Regions from separate parts of the Mus musculus genome. Here region 2 is linked to region 1. Evidence: chromatin contacts called from public promoter capture Hi-C data. All regions are on one chromosome and are shown on one strand. The core of a region is the stretch at or near the end of the contact, and the rest is flanking DNA. Distances in the headings are between cores, read along the strand shown.

Region 1 (7,523 bases), core at 3,006-5,505:
ATGATGTGAGGGACATGGGGGCAGTCAACAGCCCAATATCCCTTTTAATGGCACCTTGGCCATGGTCAAGGTGGTTTACAAGAGCTCAGGCAGGCCTAGGCCCCTTGACCTTTCTCACCACATTTGAAACAGGGACCTGGAGGTTTCCGGGCTTTTGAAAGTGAGGAGGCAGCTGCTATGGCTGGCTGAAAGGCCTTAGCTGCCCTCAGGTAGTTTTGTTTTGGGGCTTTAAAAAAATTTTTTTTCTTGTGGTACACCTTAAAGGGCATGGCTAAAACTTCTGTCTGTGGAGTCTAGGTTTTTTTTGTTTTGTTTTGTTTTTGTTTTTGTTTTTGTTTTTTGTTTTTTTTTTTTGGTTTTTCGAGACAGGGTTTCTCTTTATAGCTCTGGCTGTCCTGGAGCTCACTTTGTAGACCAGGTTGGCCTCGAACTCAGAAATCCGCCTGCCTCTGCCTCCCAAGTGCTGGGATTAAAGGCGTGTGCCACCACGCCCGGCTATGAGTCTAGGTTTTTAAGTTTGTCCCTAATGTCAGGGAAACTCTGAGAGAAGTAGGTCATAAGGAGTAGTTCCCCACTGGGGGTCTCAGGGTCCAGATTTGTGTATTGTAGGAGGTCCTCTGTAAGGCGGTCCAGGAATTGAGGTGGGCGTTTGTGTTAGTGCTGGATGACTTCTTGGGTTTTCTCAGAATTTACCCCTTTTAGGATAGCCTTATGGAGACCAGCCAGGAGGCAAGTTATAAACTGCCCTCTAGCTCAAATGCCCCCTGGAGTGTTATAGTTTTATTTGGGATTCTGGTCAGGAACTGGCCCCAGCCCCATTTGGGTGGTTAGTGTTAGTTTGATGGCTTTTGTCGAGCAGTAGCCGGTTCCCAGACTTGCCTAAGCTCTTCAAGGAGAGGGCTGCTGGTCAGAATATTGTGAATGTCTTCGAAGGTGAGACTGTAAAATTGGGTGATATAGTGGAAGTCTTTAATCAAAGTGGAAGAGTTAGTAGTATAAGACCCAAGCCTCTTTTCTGAGAGATCACTTAAGAAAGGGATGGGTACAACCCTGGCGACCTCACCCTGGAAGGAGAACTGTGGCCAGGTTAGGGTGGGAAGATGAACATAGAGGGAGTGCCGTGGTGGAGCAGGAACGAGCAGCGGGAGGACTTGGGGCTGCTGGTGGCCTGAAAGTGGTGCCAGGAAAGGTTGATTTGGGTGACCTTGTGGGCCTGAGTACCAGAGGTTTTTTTTTTTTTTTTAAATTTTATTTATTGATTTACTTATTATATGTAGGTACACTGTAGCTGACTTCAGACACACCAGAAGAGGGAGTCAGATCTTGTTACGGATGGTTGTGAGCCACCATGTGGTTGCTGGGATTTGAACTTCGGACCTTCGGAAGAGCAGACAGGTGCTCTTACCCACTGAGCCATCTCACCAGCACCACCAGAGGTTTTCAATGGAGACCTCTGGCCAGGCCTGGTGCGAGGGTTCTGGCGAAGGGAAGCAAGTGCAGGCAGGGAGACGAAGTCTCAGCCATGCCTCCAGGCCACTCAGTAACCCCGAGCCGCCCTGCACTGAGTCAGGTCAGGCTGGACCGATGAGAAGCCGAATATCCAGTGAGGAGTGCGTTGGAACCTCAGGCAGCACTTCCGGAGAGCAGATCTCTTCCCAAGTGTTGCAGCACACCTTTAATTCCCTGGATAAATTTATATACAGTTGGGGGTGATTCAGGGTTCGACCATAGGTACCTCTCATTGGCTTGGACTGAAGTTTGGGGGAAACTTATTTGCACGTGGGAAGGCTTGGTGCTGTTCCTATGTGACTGATGGCCACACACCTCTCATGAGTGGGGTTGCTGGGGCGGTAACTTCTACGGGAGCCAGGGGCGCAGGAGACATGATCGAACATCTTCTGTCCCATGTAGGTAGAAATCACCACCCATAGGGTTCCTGGGTTCCAGACCTTTGGAGACCAGGCTGTCTGTGAGCAGCCCACTGCCCCAAATGACCTGTCACTGGGAGAGGAGAAAGGGAAACCGAAAGGGATGAAGGAGAGGGAGCTGTGGGTAGAGACTGATTGCGGGCAGGCACATTAGCTGCATCAAAAGTAGTTAAGGCATCATCTTGTCCAGACTTCATAGCTAGAAGGAGCTGAGTTGGGGAACCGGAAGAACAGAGAGAAGGCTTGGAGTGGAGGCGAGAGAAATCTTGGACAGAGAGAATCTCTCTCTCTATTTCCTTGATTGCTCACAGCAGTTGTGGATATCGAATAATATCGGCATCTGGGGTGCTATCAGGTGACCATTTTGATAGATTATAGATAGGGTATCGAGGTCAAGTTTTACTGCAAAGGTGCACAAGTTTAGGGCTTTTCAGTTCGGGTGCTGAGGGGGAATGAGAGGGTACGAACGATACTGCTCCCATGGATAAGAGAGGGGGTAGGAAGGAAAAATGTCACCGTAGTCTGTAGTCACAAGCATCCCCAGGATTCAGGGAGGACCAGAGGAAGACACAAGCCAGGAGGACCAAGTCGTTAAGTGGGTTGTCAGCACATCCAACAGGGGCCAGGGGCTTAGCCTGGCGAAACCTGAGGAGAGACTTAGTACCAGGGCTGTTGTAGCAGCCCAAAGGTGAGGATGAGAACTAAACTCTAGAGGGAGGGGAGGGGAGTTGTCTCATCCACAGGGAAGAATCAGAAGCAGGGTCACAAAAGCTACGAGGCCCTAGAGGGGCTGTGTATTTATGATCAGCTCTGAAGGAAAGGTAGGGAAAGAAGACAGGAAGGGGCCCAATAGCTCCTGTGGGCCTAAACACTGCAAGATTGTAGCTCTCAGGAGGAGGGGGCAGGTGAAGAGAGCCAGCCGTAGCCTCAAAGACCGTGGCTGGGGGTGTGGGGGGGTACCTCTGCCTCCAAGAGTACCAGAGGGGCGCCAAATAACTCAATAGCCACTTCCGCAGACTCAGGGAAGTGTTTGAACTGACCGAATGGGAAATTTACCTAATGCCGCTGGTGGATGGGGCCTGGGGGGCTGAGAGGGGAGGCGCTGAGCTATCCGTGAGTCAGAACGCCAGTCTGCTGCAGATGGACTGGAGGTGAAGGATGGGTCCCAATATGGCTCAGACCCCAAGGGGGTGCACAGACAGGAGGAGGAGCCTCTTCAGGTCAGGACACCATAAATGTTACAGTTCCGAGGGGAAAAGTGTCCTGGCAGATGGGAGCCAAAGAACAGCACAAAGTCACACCACACAACAAACCTCACAACAAGAGATTTATTCGGACAAAACACAAGTAGGTAGCTGCCTCTGCTCTGGAAAGAAGTAGCAAGGAGCAACGGAGCTGGAGGTGGACTTTTTAAGGGGTTTCTTGGGGAAGGGGGCGGGCACAGAGCTTTCCAGGATGAGGATTGGTGGGATTTGAAGTCCGGATCTTGGGGCAAGCTCAGGGGTTGGTGAGATTTGAAGTTCTGAGCTTAAGGGTTTTTTTTTTTTTTCTTATGGGGCGGAGCTTAACCTGCAGTTTTGGCCTATAGAACGTTTTGTAGGTGGAGCCTAGTGGTTGGAGGGCCTCAGGGGCAGGGCCTGGCCACTGGGTGCTCTTTGAGGGGCTTATATTTCCTATTAATACAGTCAGATTAATTTTTCAATGTGAATTCCAGGAAAATTTAAATGACAATGTGTGTCACATTTTATTTGTACTTGACATTCTCGTTAACAGATAGTTTCTATTTGATTTCTGTCAGCTTCTCTATTCAAAAGTTCTGGGGCCAAAGATCAAAGACAAAACACACACACACACACACACACACACACACACACATACATACACAAGAAAACGTTATTTGAAATTTAAAAATAATTGTCATCGTTTTCTTTACATTTGTGAATAATATATTCCTATGTACAGTTCATAATTCACATGACATAATTCACATAATGAACTAAATGCTAATCTCGTCATCCACCTGGAGTGAGCTTTACCTTCGGACAAGGGGAGCATAGCGGTCAACTCATGTAATCTCAGCGCTTTGGAGCCCAGGCAGAGGGACTGCCATGAGTTCGAGGCCAGCGTGGGTTTGTCTTGAAAAACAAAATACAAAACAAAACTGAAAATATTTCGCAGCAGCCACTTTTTGGGGTAGTCTGCCTTTCTCAAGTCATCGATTGGTGCTATCTGTGGCCAATCAAGGCACGATGATGGGGCGGGGACTGAGGGGCGGTCCAATCAGGAGCGCAGCCCGGGCACAGGGGCGGGCCTTGGCGGGTTCGCTAGTTCGCGGGGGCTTTGTCTCGCGCCATCTTTACATTTGATCGGTCAGTTGAGCTGGGGTGTCCGGGTGCCTCAGGCCAGTCAGCTGCCGGAGGCGGACGGGGGCGCCATGGTGAGTGCTGCCCGCAGGAACCGGCAGGGTTCCGGTTTCCTCCGCTTTGCCCTGTGCAGGCGGTTCGGCTCTGCGAGGCCTATGCAGGGCTGAGCCCACAGGCTGTCTCCCTAGGTCTTGACGTGGCTGAGCCGCCACACTCCCTGACTCTGCAGGGACACTTGTCCTCAGCCGCACTCTTCTCTTGGTCCAGACTCCGGTGCCACAGCTGCTGTGTCCGGTGTCTCACTGTCAAGCAGTGACAGCCCTGGATGCTGGAGCAGCCTGAGGTGTGGCGTGAGCCTGGGCTGGGGCATCTCCTGGCCTCCGCATTATCAGCAAGGCTCTTACTGTACTGGCTTGTGTGGAGAGTGTAGTGAGAGAGCACGTGCAGCGTCTCTCTCTTCCACACTGGATTCACGTCCTTTGCCGTAATGATGTATCTGCTCCCTATGGCTCTGGAGACACCTATTTGTGAAGTGTATGTACTTGGTAACCAACTGTCAGCTCGATGGGATTGACTGCTGCCTACATTAAAAACACACTCTTGGCTGTGTGAGGGCCGTTCCAAAGGTGACATTCCAATGACTCTGGCCTCATGAGTAGATTAACCCCTGCATTACTGGTGGGGCAGAGTTGTAGGAAGTTAGTCCTAAGTGTGGCTGTGGGTATCAAAAGAATCTGTGCCCTTCTTTACAATGGGGCACAGAAAAATTTCAAACTCCATTTAAAATCCCCATTTCCCCTAACATCGTAAAATCTCAAATAGAACTCAAAACAGTTAGTAGAACAAGTCAGAATTCCTGCCTCTTTGACTGGTCTGTAGCTATAATTTACATTATATACCACGGAATCTATAAGTTTCAAGTTGATACTCTTGGAAGTGTCTTTCTAATACTATGTCATGTGGAAGGAAGAAACTTAAGTTTTTATAAATACTGTAAATGGTATAGCAAAGCTTGTGTCAGTACTTGGTGTGTTGTGATATTGTCTAACAATTGTTTTGAAGCATTTTCCAGCATTTACTTTTATGACAGCAGAAAGTTTGAATTGTGTACTGGGGGCACTGCATTTGCCAAGAGCACAAGATGACAGTGACTCCTTTGCTGGAGACGAGAGTGGGGTGTTGTTCCTTTGAATTTTGCTTTAGTTCATGTGTGGTTGCAGTGTGTCCGGCACAGAGGTGGCTCTAAGTCACTCACATGGCATCTCCAACATTGCTTTATAGAGGAACTTGCAGCCTGACAGTGTGGAGAACTCCTTGAGTCAACTCCCCAGTCGATGTCTTGAAACTAGAAAGCGTAAGAGAAGCTACAAGAAGAGGCCAGTCACCTACAGTTACTGGAGACGGACCCAGCGGAATAGAGCAAGAAAACACAAGGCACCAGTAAAGGTAAATGGGGAACTAGAGAAGGTCATGTATGTGCGTGTTATCTTCCTTATTCCCTTGCCTTATCTAGAAACAGTGGTATGAAATTATAAGTATGCAATGTACTCTTTATTTAAACATGATTTAGTGTAACACACCATAGCAATCAACAATTGAAAATCCACAAGAGTGCCGTCCAGATGGATCAGTGGGTAAAGGACTCAGTCCTGACGACCTGAGTTAGATCTCCAGGACCCTTATGGTGAGAGGAAAGAACCAGGTCCCACAATTTGTCCTTAGACCTCTGTATGTGATGGAGAGATACAACATTGTGCTTGTAATTAATGTCACACTTGATTAAAATAATCAGCATTTCTATTTCCTGAGACTAGAAATAAGACATCTCCATCCTCACCGCCTCTGTTGTCACTGTCCTAGAGGTACTTTCCACAACCTTTGGCAGCAGCCTAGGCAGCACGACTAAGGGTCATGTAAATTGGAAGGAAGAGGGTCATAACCGCATGCGTTTGGAGATGAGCTGGCACTCCGTTCATTACAAATAGGACCCATGAAAAAGTTGAGCAAAATAACAGGGGTCAGAAATAAAATCAACTGTGTTTCTCTACACAAAGGAACAGTCCAGAAATGAAGCTGAACAATTCCAGTAGTTGATATCAAAAGCAGAATATTCAAAAATATTAAAAAAAAATCCAAATCTTAAGAAAGATGTTACGTCTTGATTGTGGAAGACTAGACTATATGGTTTGTTTTGGGGTTGTCAGATGTGGCCTCTTCAGATTCCCTCTTGGCTCAGGGGGGCCTGCACTTGCGTAGGAGGAGGTAGGGATTGTGTTTTTGTCGTTTACGTCATTACAGATTTCCTCAGAATGAGCCCTACACACTCAGATGTGTGTTAGTGTCTCCACTGCTATAGTTAGAAGAACGAAGTCCACAGAGGGGGCATCTGAAAGTGGAGCGGCAGGTACTGACCTCCCACTGTCCTTACTCCAGGACCCCATCTGCTGGACCAATGGGTATTTAAAGAGGGGGATCTGGGATCTGAGGCCCTGAGCAAGGAGGCTGGGGATTCCCTGGTGTGAGGGAAGGCGGCTCTGAGGAGTTGTATCTGAGCCTCTCCTGTGGTCCCCATGCACACGCTCTTTGGTCAAGCCAAGCTAAGTGGGAGATTGTAAATCCGATCATTTGGATTGACTACAAGTAGGTATTTGACTTTTTCCATCAGAGGTAGGGATGGCAAGCTTGCTGTGGACAGATTTATATGGCCAGGCTGACCACTAAAAGCAAATGCCACTTTATCTAAGATAGGGCTCATTGAAGGTAACTGGTTAAAAGGATGCTAATCCCTGACCTGATGGGACTAATGGCCTTTAAAAGAAGAGGGAGGGAGATCTTCCTCACTCACTGCACTGTGTGAGGACACCTCAGGGAGGTTGCCTGTATAAGCAAGCTGGGAGGAGCCTTGGCAGGCACTGAGTCAGCTGCTATCTGGATCCTGCAGAACAGAAAATGTAGTGTATATTATAGAAACCCAGAGCTGCCAATGCAGGGAGGGACCTGCACTGGGGCAAACAGAGCCAGAACTAATCACACCCTATTTTTGCTTCTTCAGTTCTCTATAAGAATTCTGAGATACATTTATGAATTTGATGCTTCCATTGCACCAAATTAGTTTATTTATCTCCAGAGAGTCAGTGTCTTTATGATTATAAAGTTATATTCCATGAATATGGTACTCTCTTTACTGATTTTTTTTTAGAATATCCCTCACCTTTTATAAATATTTTCACAT
Region 2 (7,266 bases), core at 4,347-6,846, 1.1 Mb before region 1:
CAGGGCAGGGGACTGCATCCCTTGAGGGCTTCTGGGCCCTTTCTTTCCAGTGCAGCCCCTGGTGCTGTCTAGGATTCACAAAGAAAGAACTCAGCAAAAGGCCTCAGCAATAGAGCTGGCTGCCGCCACAGCCCTTCCTAGGCAGCGGACACCCTGGTCACCTGCTGTCCATGCCCTTGATACCCAGAACCCAGTTTAACATCTGCCAACCTGAGAGCGAAGGTGTTGCCATAGGCAATTAGTGTTACTTACATCACCCCAGGGGCAGCAGCCTGTCCTCGCTACCCAGCTACAGCCCTCTTGGGTCACAATCAGGTTAGCTGTCTGTCTGTCCTGCACGTCTCAGGCTTGATCGTTCTCCTTTCCTATCATGGTGGTTCTCTATCCTCCTTCCTCTCTGGATCCCCCTACTTCTGTCTCCCTGCCCAGCCATTGGCTGCAAGCAATTTTATTTACCAGTCAAAGCCAACCGGGGCGGGGGGGGGGGGGAAGGGAGGGGCAGGAACCCTCAGCGTCTTATCGATTCTCATACAATTTTGGGAACCCAATTAACATAATACAAGCATTAGACCAAATCCACAACACAGAGGTCTATCAGATTAAATTGCACTATCATTCCACCAAGATTGTCACCTAATGGCAAGATATAGCGGACACCCCCTACGTTCATCTGAGGTGGGTAAAATCTGCTGGAGATGGGATGTGTGTAGCTGAGCTTTTGCTACGTTGTGGGTTCTTCTCACACCCTTCTCCACCCTTTTTCTTCTACCCTTTCAAGTACCTAACTCTAGAGGAGGGAAAAAATTGATAGACAGGAAAGGAAAGAGACCCCTGAATGAAGTCAGGGGCTGGAAAGGGGGCGATGTTATCCCTAGATGATTTCCTGCTGATTAGGGACATCGAGGTCTTTGGGGCAAGTTTTATCTTCACCATTAGGATTTCTAATTTCTTCTTTGCACACGTCTAACGAACAGCAACCAACAACCCACCAAACCCACCTATTGGGGCTCTAGCATTTATACACCCTCTGAAAAGTCCCCCCAGAACTCCAAACATCACAGTCACAAAAACTATCTGCAGCTGGCAAAACCACACCCCTGCCAGAGCACGAGGCAAATCATTGCCACCTGCTGTGTATAATCTGAAGCAGATTGTCCAACCCATATCACGCACCTGGGATTAAAACAAAAACACATTCTTATAATATTTCAATTAAAAAAAGACCCCAAATTCCAGAATTCTCACTACAGGGGTACGTAGGCAGAGCACAAGTGACCAAGAAGGTGGGTCACAAGGTGACTTTTGGCATCAGAGGAAGCCAAAGAACAGCTTCCTCTGCTCTTTGTCACTGTGTGACCATTAGCAGCTAAGACCACCCTGACCTCCAGGACTCCGGGCTTCTAATGGGTGGCTTAGGGATAGCTAAGCTTGCTGGACTTTGAGGTGATTATCCCAACTCACCAGAGACCCTCACCTCCTTAGTCTCAGCTGTGTTTCTTTGCCAGGGTGCCTCACTGACCCAGAAAACCTTGTGAGATTTGGGGATCCAGACGATCAGCCTGTGCCTGTTCCAGCCCTGGGCTATCTAGTCCTGGGGCTCATGAGACAGCATCTAAGGCTGCCTCCCTCTCCTGACATCCTGTTGTCACCCAAGGCTCACATGGGCTTTTACAAGTGCCCCGGGCTTGCCACCTAACTGTGCACAGGTCTCCTGCCTCACATTTCCAGGCCCTCTGAGGAGGCCTGGGCTTCCCCTCCCAGCCCCAGGCCAGAGCATTGGCTGGAGACCCTGGTTGGGCAGACAAGAACCACACCTTTTATTAGTATGGCCCAGAGCCTTGTTGCCCTGGGCCCATGACAGAGTCTAGGGCTGTCATCCTGAGCTCTGTCCCTCCCTCATACCCCTTCTGGTGGCGAAAAGTGCAAAGACCACTGAAGCAAGAAGTCTTTACCTGTTTCCTCACTGTAGAGAGTACCATGCACGCCCTATCCAGAAGCTCAGGCAGGTGTCCTGGTAAGGCCTGGCTAGAGAAGCATTGGTACCCTTGGCACCAAATGGGGCAGAGATGCCCCCTTTGCCACTGGTGTCCTCTTGTCCAGTCCCCTGCACCAAGAGAGGCTCAGCTCTATCACTGGCATCCCCGCATGTACCTGTTGGCTCAGTTGCAAGGCTGTGGGTATGGGCAGAGGGAAGAGGCAGCCCCAGCTCCCTGACTACTGGGTGGAGGCAGCAGTCAAGGCAGACATGGAGGTCATATAATTTCAGAGAGGAGAAGAGGCTGCAGAGGGATCTGAGGAGAGAAATGAGACCACAGAGCATGGGTGTCCTCTTCATACACCCACATGTGTCTGATGTGACTGGGCACATGTGTCTGAACCCCAGTGTGTCCCTTGGAATCCAGCAGGAGACAGGGATGGGATGGAGCCCACCAGGAGTGAGCTGGTTGCCAGAGAGCTGGGGCTGCCTCCTGACTGCTGGCTGTGTTGTTTCGAACCCACATGAAGCCAGTACATACTGTTGGGCACAGTATGTGTGTTGGGCACATAGTAGGGCAAGTTGGGGGCACATAGTAGGGCAAGCTGCTTACCCAATGGCCAAGAAGTAAAGGGTAAATGAGAAAGGGGTTGGGGTCCTACAACCACATTTCAAAGGCTCCCTCACAATAATCTAAAGACTACCCACCAGGCCCCACAGGAAGTGGAGCAGAGACAACCTGTGGGGTCCTCTTGCAGGCACAAGTAGGATTGGCCCCTGTGGGTAATGTGGTGGCACCCGATGCCCTTCTTTGTGACCCAACTTCAAAGAACCTTCTGAGTCCTCTCTGCCTCTGGATGAGGCTGTGTGGCTGGCATTTCCAGCTTACAGACCCTTGGCTTCCGCTGGACTCCCCTCAGCATTTGATCAGTTGGTAAGAGTTCTGTTCTGAGCAGGAAGCCTGACACTGCTACAAACCTGTGTGGTAAGGAAACATCACAGTGACTTCCAGAGTTTCTGGGAAAGGGATGCACATGCTGTCCCCTGTGGAGCAGTGGCCTGGGGGGACACAGATGGTAGTTGGGATTATGTGGGACAGCACTGCCTGTCTTTCAGACCCCTCAGTGTTCTTGCGACCGGAGACTTGCTGGCAGAGGCTGTGTGACTGTGCGCCTGGAGGATGGAGTCTTCCTGACAGGGTGTTTGAGCTGGGTAAATGAACCTCGGAGGTGGCAGGAAACCACCAGTGTCTGCCAGTCACCTTGCATCTAGAAGGGACTGAGGCAAGATGTCAGGCCCAGTCGTGACACTGACAGTGGAAGGAGAGAGGGCCATGAATCTAAGCTGAGCCTTGGCCATCTGGATGTCTGTGGGTAGAGCTGGACCATAGCTTTGATTCTGCCATCCCTCCTCCTCCTCCTCCTCTTCCTCCTCCCCTTCCTCTTCCTCCTCCTCCTCCTCTTCTTCTTCTTGGTTTTGCTTTTTTTTGTTTTTTTGTTTTTCGTTTTTTGTTTTTTGTTTTTTGTTTTTTTTTTTGTTTTTTTTTTGGTTTTTCTGAGACAGGGTTTCTCTGTGTAGCCCTGGCTGTCCTGGAACTCACTCTGTAGACCAGGCTGGCCTCGAACTCAGAAATCCACCTGCCTCTGTCTCCCAAGTGCTAGAATTAAAGGCGTGCACCACCTCTGCCCAGCTCATCCCTCTCTTCTTATTCCTTGGATTTTCCTGGGACTGAAGACTCAGGGGAATGGTGACATTGGCTCTGCCCATCCTGAGTCAGAGCCCCAGCCTTCCACACAGTGCCTTCTGGAGGCAGAGGAGAAGGGCCTCAGCCGGGTGCGCAGCCATTACTTGCCCCCTTAAGAGGCCTCTTCCTGCAGTGACACTCTATGCTTATTACTGAATGCAGCAGTCCTGTGTTTGGCTGAGGCACAGGTCCTTCTCCCAGATGAGGGCAGACACCCCAGGTGAAGGGAGGGGAGCAGGGGCAAGGGCAGGAACCAGGAGGTGAAGGACTCACCCCAACTGGCCTGTCCTAGATCTAGCTGATGAGTCCCGGGTTCCTCAATTGATATGGATGTAGAAGCAGCCTGGGAGGAAGGGGAGTGAATATGGATATCCTGCTAGATTGAAACGGGCCAGACAACCGCAGCAGCCTGTGTAGTGGGCTCTGTTGTGGGGGCACAGGCAGAGGGGAGGAAGGGAAGACTGGGAGCCAGGTGGCCAGCAGCGTGCTTCCCTGTGCTTCAGTTCCCCCATCTGTTAAATGCAGAGTGTTGCTTCTCTGTCTCCAGGGAGAGCATTATCATTTAGCACAGGGACCACCAAATCAATACACCTACGTTGCATGGGCTCCAGGCAGGATGCCCACTGCTGATCTAGAGACTGGGTTTCTGTTGAAATCCTGGATCATAGTGCAAGCATCTGGATGGGTGGGAATGACTTTAGCCCTGCCTGTGGGACACCAAGACTGCCTGGATGGGCAAGGGGCATTTGTCAGCCACTCGGTCTCTGGGCCTCTCCTAAATAAGACGAGGTCAGAGCAGAATAAACACAGCTCACCTGTGTCGTCAGTTACAAGCAGCAGACGCGTCCCGTTTCTCCTCAAGCATCACTCAGTCCTGGTTACTGATCAACCTGCCACCGGCTTCCTCCCCTAGGCAGCCTCCCTGATACTATACTTTTATTGTTCTGACCAGGCCCTGGTCTCGGAACGTGTTTGTACTTAATCTTTACAATCAAGGAACCAGTGTCATCTTTCAGAAAGGGAAACTGAACTACAGTGAAGGTTGTGCTTCCAGGCCTCCTCTGAGATCATCGGCCCCAGTCAGCCACCTCAGTGCAAAATGACGATGAATTGGCCCACGAGAGGGGAAAGTCCCGAAAGCCATAGGAGGCTGTAGGTACTCTGGCCTGTTTTGATTTTTTTTTTTTAAAGGGGCTTGTCTCGAAGTATGAAGTCAGGTACAGACTCTCCTCTACTGAGGTCCCCATCGATCAGATTCTCTCTAGTTGGGAAAGTAGAGCACAGGAAGTCCATGACAGCGCTCCCCGTCAGGGTCCCCAGCCAGCCTCCTGCCCCTCTCCAGAGTGGCCACAACCTTAGGCATCCCAGCGGGTCCGTGGGGCTCCCTGCTTCCCTCTGGTGGCTGAAGCGCAAAGCGCGGACGATAACATAGAAAACCCACAAACACCGGACACTAAGCCCAGGAGAGCACCAAGAGTCCGGGGACCTAAGGGGTTGGCCCTGGGGCAAATGTCCAGCAAATCTGTTGCTATCATCAGATAATATTTTTTGGGGAAACTAAGGCCCAAGAAAAGTGGGTGTCTGTGCACTAGTGTTAAGAGAATGGAGATCCCAGAGGTAAGTGAATCAAAGGCACAGCCAGGACCTCTGCGGCCAAAAGTGGGAAGCGCCGGATCCCACTGGCCGTAGTTTGGATTTAGTTTTCCTTTCAGCGCACGTAGGTCTGAAGAGGAGCCTCAGGCTCCAAGGCGGAGGTCGCTGCGTCTAGGAGGAGCTGGGCGCGTCCGGGGGCGGGACGTGACGCACCTTAGCTGGGAGGTGCCTGGCCGGGCTTCGGCCAACTGAATATAAGGGCGGTGTGGGGCGCGGAAAGCCTGAGCCTGCTGTCTGTACCCAAGAGCCCAGACCAGCTCGCGCAGTCCCGAAGCCAAGCTCTTCCGTCACTCCGGAGTTCTCTGCAGCCCTCTCTCTACCTTCTCTCGGCCACGCATCCGCCCCTGGGGCCCCTCTACCCAATGAAACTGGCCGCGATGATCAAGAAGATGTGCCCAAGCGACTCTGAACTGAGTATCCCGGCCAAGAACTGCTACAGGATGGTCATCCTCGGCTCATCCAAAGTGGGCAAGACGGCCATTGTGTCGCGCTTCCTCACGGGCCGTTTCGAGGATGCTTACACCCCTACCATCGAGGACTTCCACCGAAAGTTTTACTCGATCCGCGGCGAAGTCTACCAGTTGGACATACTGGACACATCCGGCAATCATCCGTTTCCCGCCATGCGGCGCCTCTCTATCCTCACAGGTGAGTGGGGAGTCGACGGGGATAGGGGGACCGGAGTCTTGAGGGGAGTGGATGGGGCTGGTGTGTTGTGCTTGGGGCTTGCCCCTTCACCTGGGGTGTCTGCAGCTCTGTGCCTGGCAGCTGTCCTCACCTTTCCCACTCGTTCCCTTATAGGAGACGTTTTCATTCTGGTGTTCAGCTTAGACAACCGCGACTCATTCGAAGAGGTGCAAAGGCTCAAACAGCAGATCCTAGACACCAAGTCCTGTCTCAAGAACAAAACCAAAGAGAATGTGGACGTGCCGCTGGTCATTTGCGGTAACAAAGGGGACCGGGACTTCTACCGGGAAGTAGAGCAGCGGGAGATTGAGCAGCTGGTGGGTGACGACCCTCAGCGTTGTGCCTACTTCGAGATCTCAGCCAAGAAGAACAGCAGCTTGGACCAGATGTTCCGTGCGCTCTTTGCCATGGCCAAGCTGCCTAGCGAGATGAGCCCCGACTTGCACCGCAAGGTATCTGTGCAGTACTGCGACGTACTGCACAAGAAGGCTCTGAGGAACAAGAAGCTTCTGCGTGCGGGCAGCGGAGGCGGGGGCGACCACGGCGATGCCTTTGGCATCTTGGCGCCCTTTGCTCGCAGACCCAGCGTGCACAGCGACCTCATGTACATTCGTGAAAAAACCAGTGTCGGCAGCCAGGCTAAGGACAAGGAGCGCTGTGTCATCAGTTAGGAGCCCCCAGGGTCAGCCACACAACCTGAGGACCTTTTTTGTTCAAAAGTCAAATCGGATTCCTGGACTAGCGGTCCGTGCCACAGGAGCGCCAATTGGCCTTCTCCTTCCCTCCCTGAGACCCAGCCCGGGGAGACCAAGCCAGTAAGGGACAGTCACCTGCTGTGAAAGGAAAGAGAACTAGCTAAGACAGGAGCTGTCACCTCCGATTCTGGGATGCCAGGACCCAGCAGAGGGGCGCTTGGCATTTTTCTCAAGAGGTTTGAGAAAAAGCGTGTGAAGTTCATCAGCCTGTGAGACTTAAAGTAACTGTCCTGCTCGCTTCAGGGCAGGACTAATAATAGGGCATTATCTTGTCTGTGATTGGTGTTGCCATGGCCGCTGTCAGCCACCTCTGTCCTCAGCAAACTGGAAACTTTGGCTGGAGGTGGGGGGGGGGGGTGTTCAATCATAGCCAAGTGACTTGTTTACATGTGTGTGTGCAATTACCCAAAAGAAAAACAAAACACAAAACTTGCACTTTAATAGTTCCAGTG

Evidence for each region. Capture Hi-C pulls out chosen DNA fragments and counts their contacts.
Region 2: a contact with region 1 is called in a promoter capture Hi-C map of liver. The contact joins the promoter of Rasd1 here to the promoter of Zfp39 in region 1. A contact is called at or near these places in 1 of 39 promoter capture datasets (pre-B cells) and 1 of 9 other capture datasets (liver).

The regions. Positions count from the first base shown.
Region 1 is chr11:58,900,957-58,908,479 of GRCm38.p6, reverse strand. Zfp39 (zinc finger protein 39) reads left to right here and starts at 4,255. Exons shown (of 5, transcript NM_011758.2): 1 at 4,255-4,365; 2 at 5,573-5,737. The coding sequence starts at 4,363. Gm12257 (a long non-coding RNA gene) reads right to left here and starts at 4,134. Exons shown (of 4, transcript XR_879896.2): 1 at 3,965-4,134; 2 at 2,985-3,191; 3 at 1,825-2,573; 4 at 1,408-1,683.
Region 2 is chr11:59,963,274-59,970,539 of GRCm38.p6, reverse strand. Rasd1 (RAS, dexamethasone-induced 1) reads left to right here and starts at 5,596. Exons shown (of 2, transcript NM_009026.5): 1 at 5,596-6,020; 2 at 6,174-7,266. The coding sequence starts at 5,735. The coding sequence ends at 6,730. Med9 (mediator complex subunit 9) reads right to left here. Exons shown (of 2, transcript NM_138675.3): 2 at 7,234-7,266.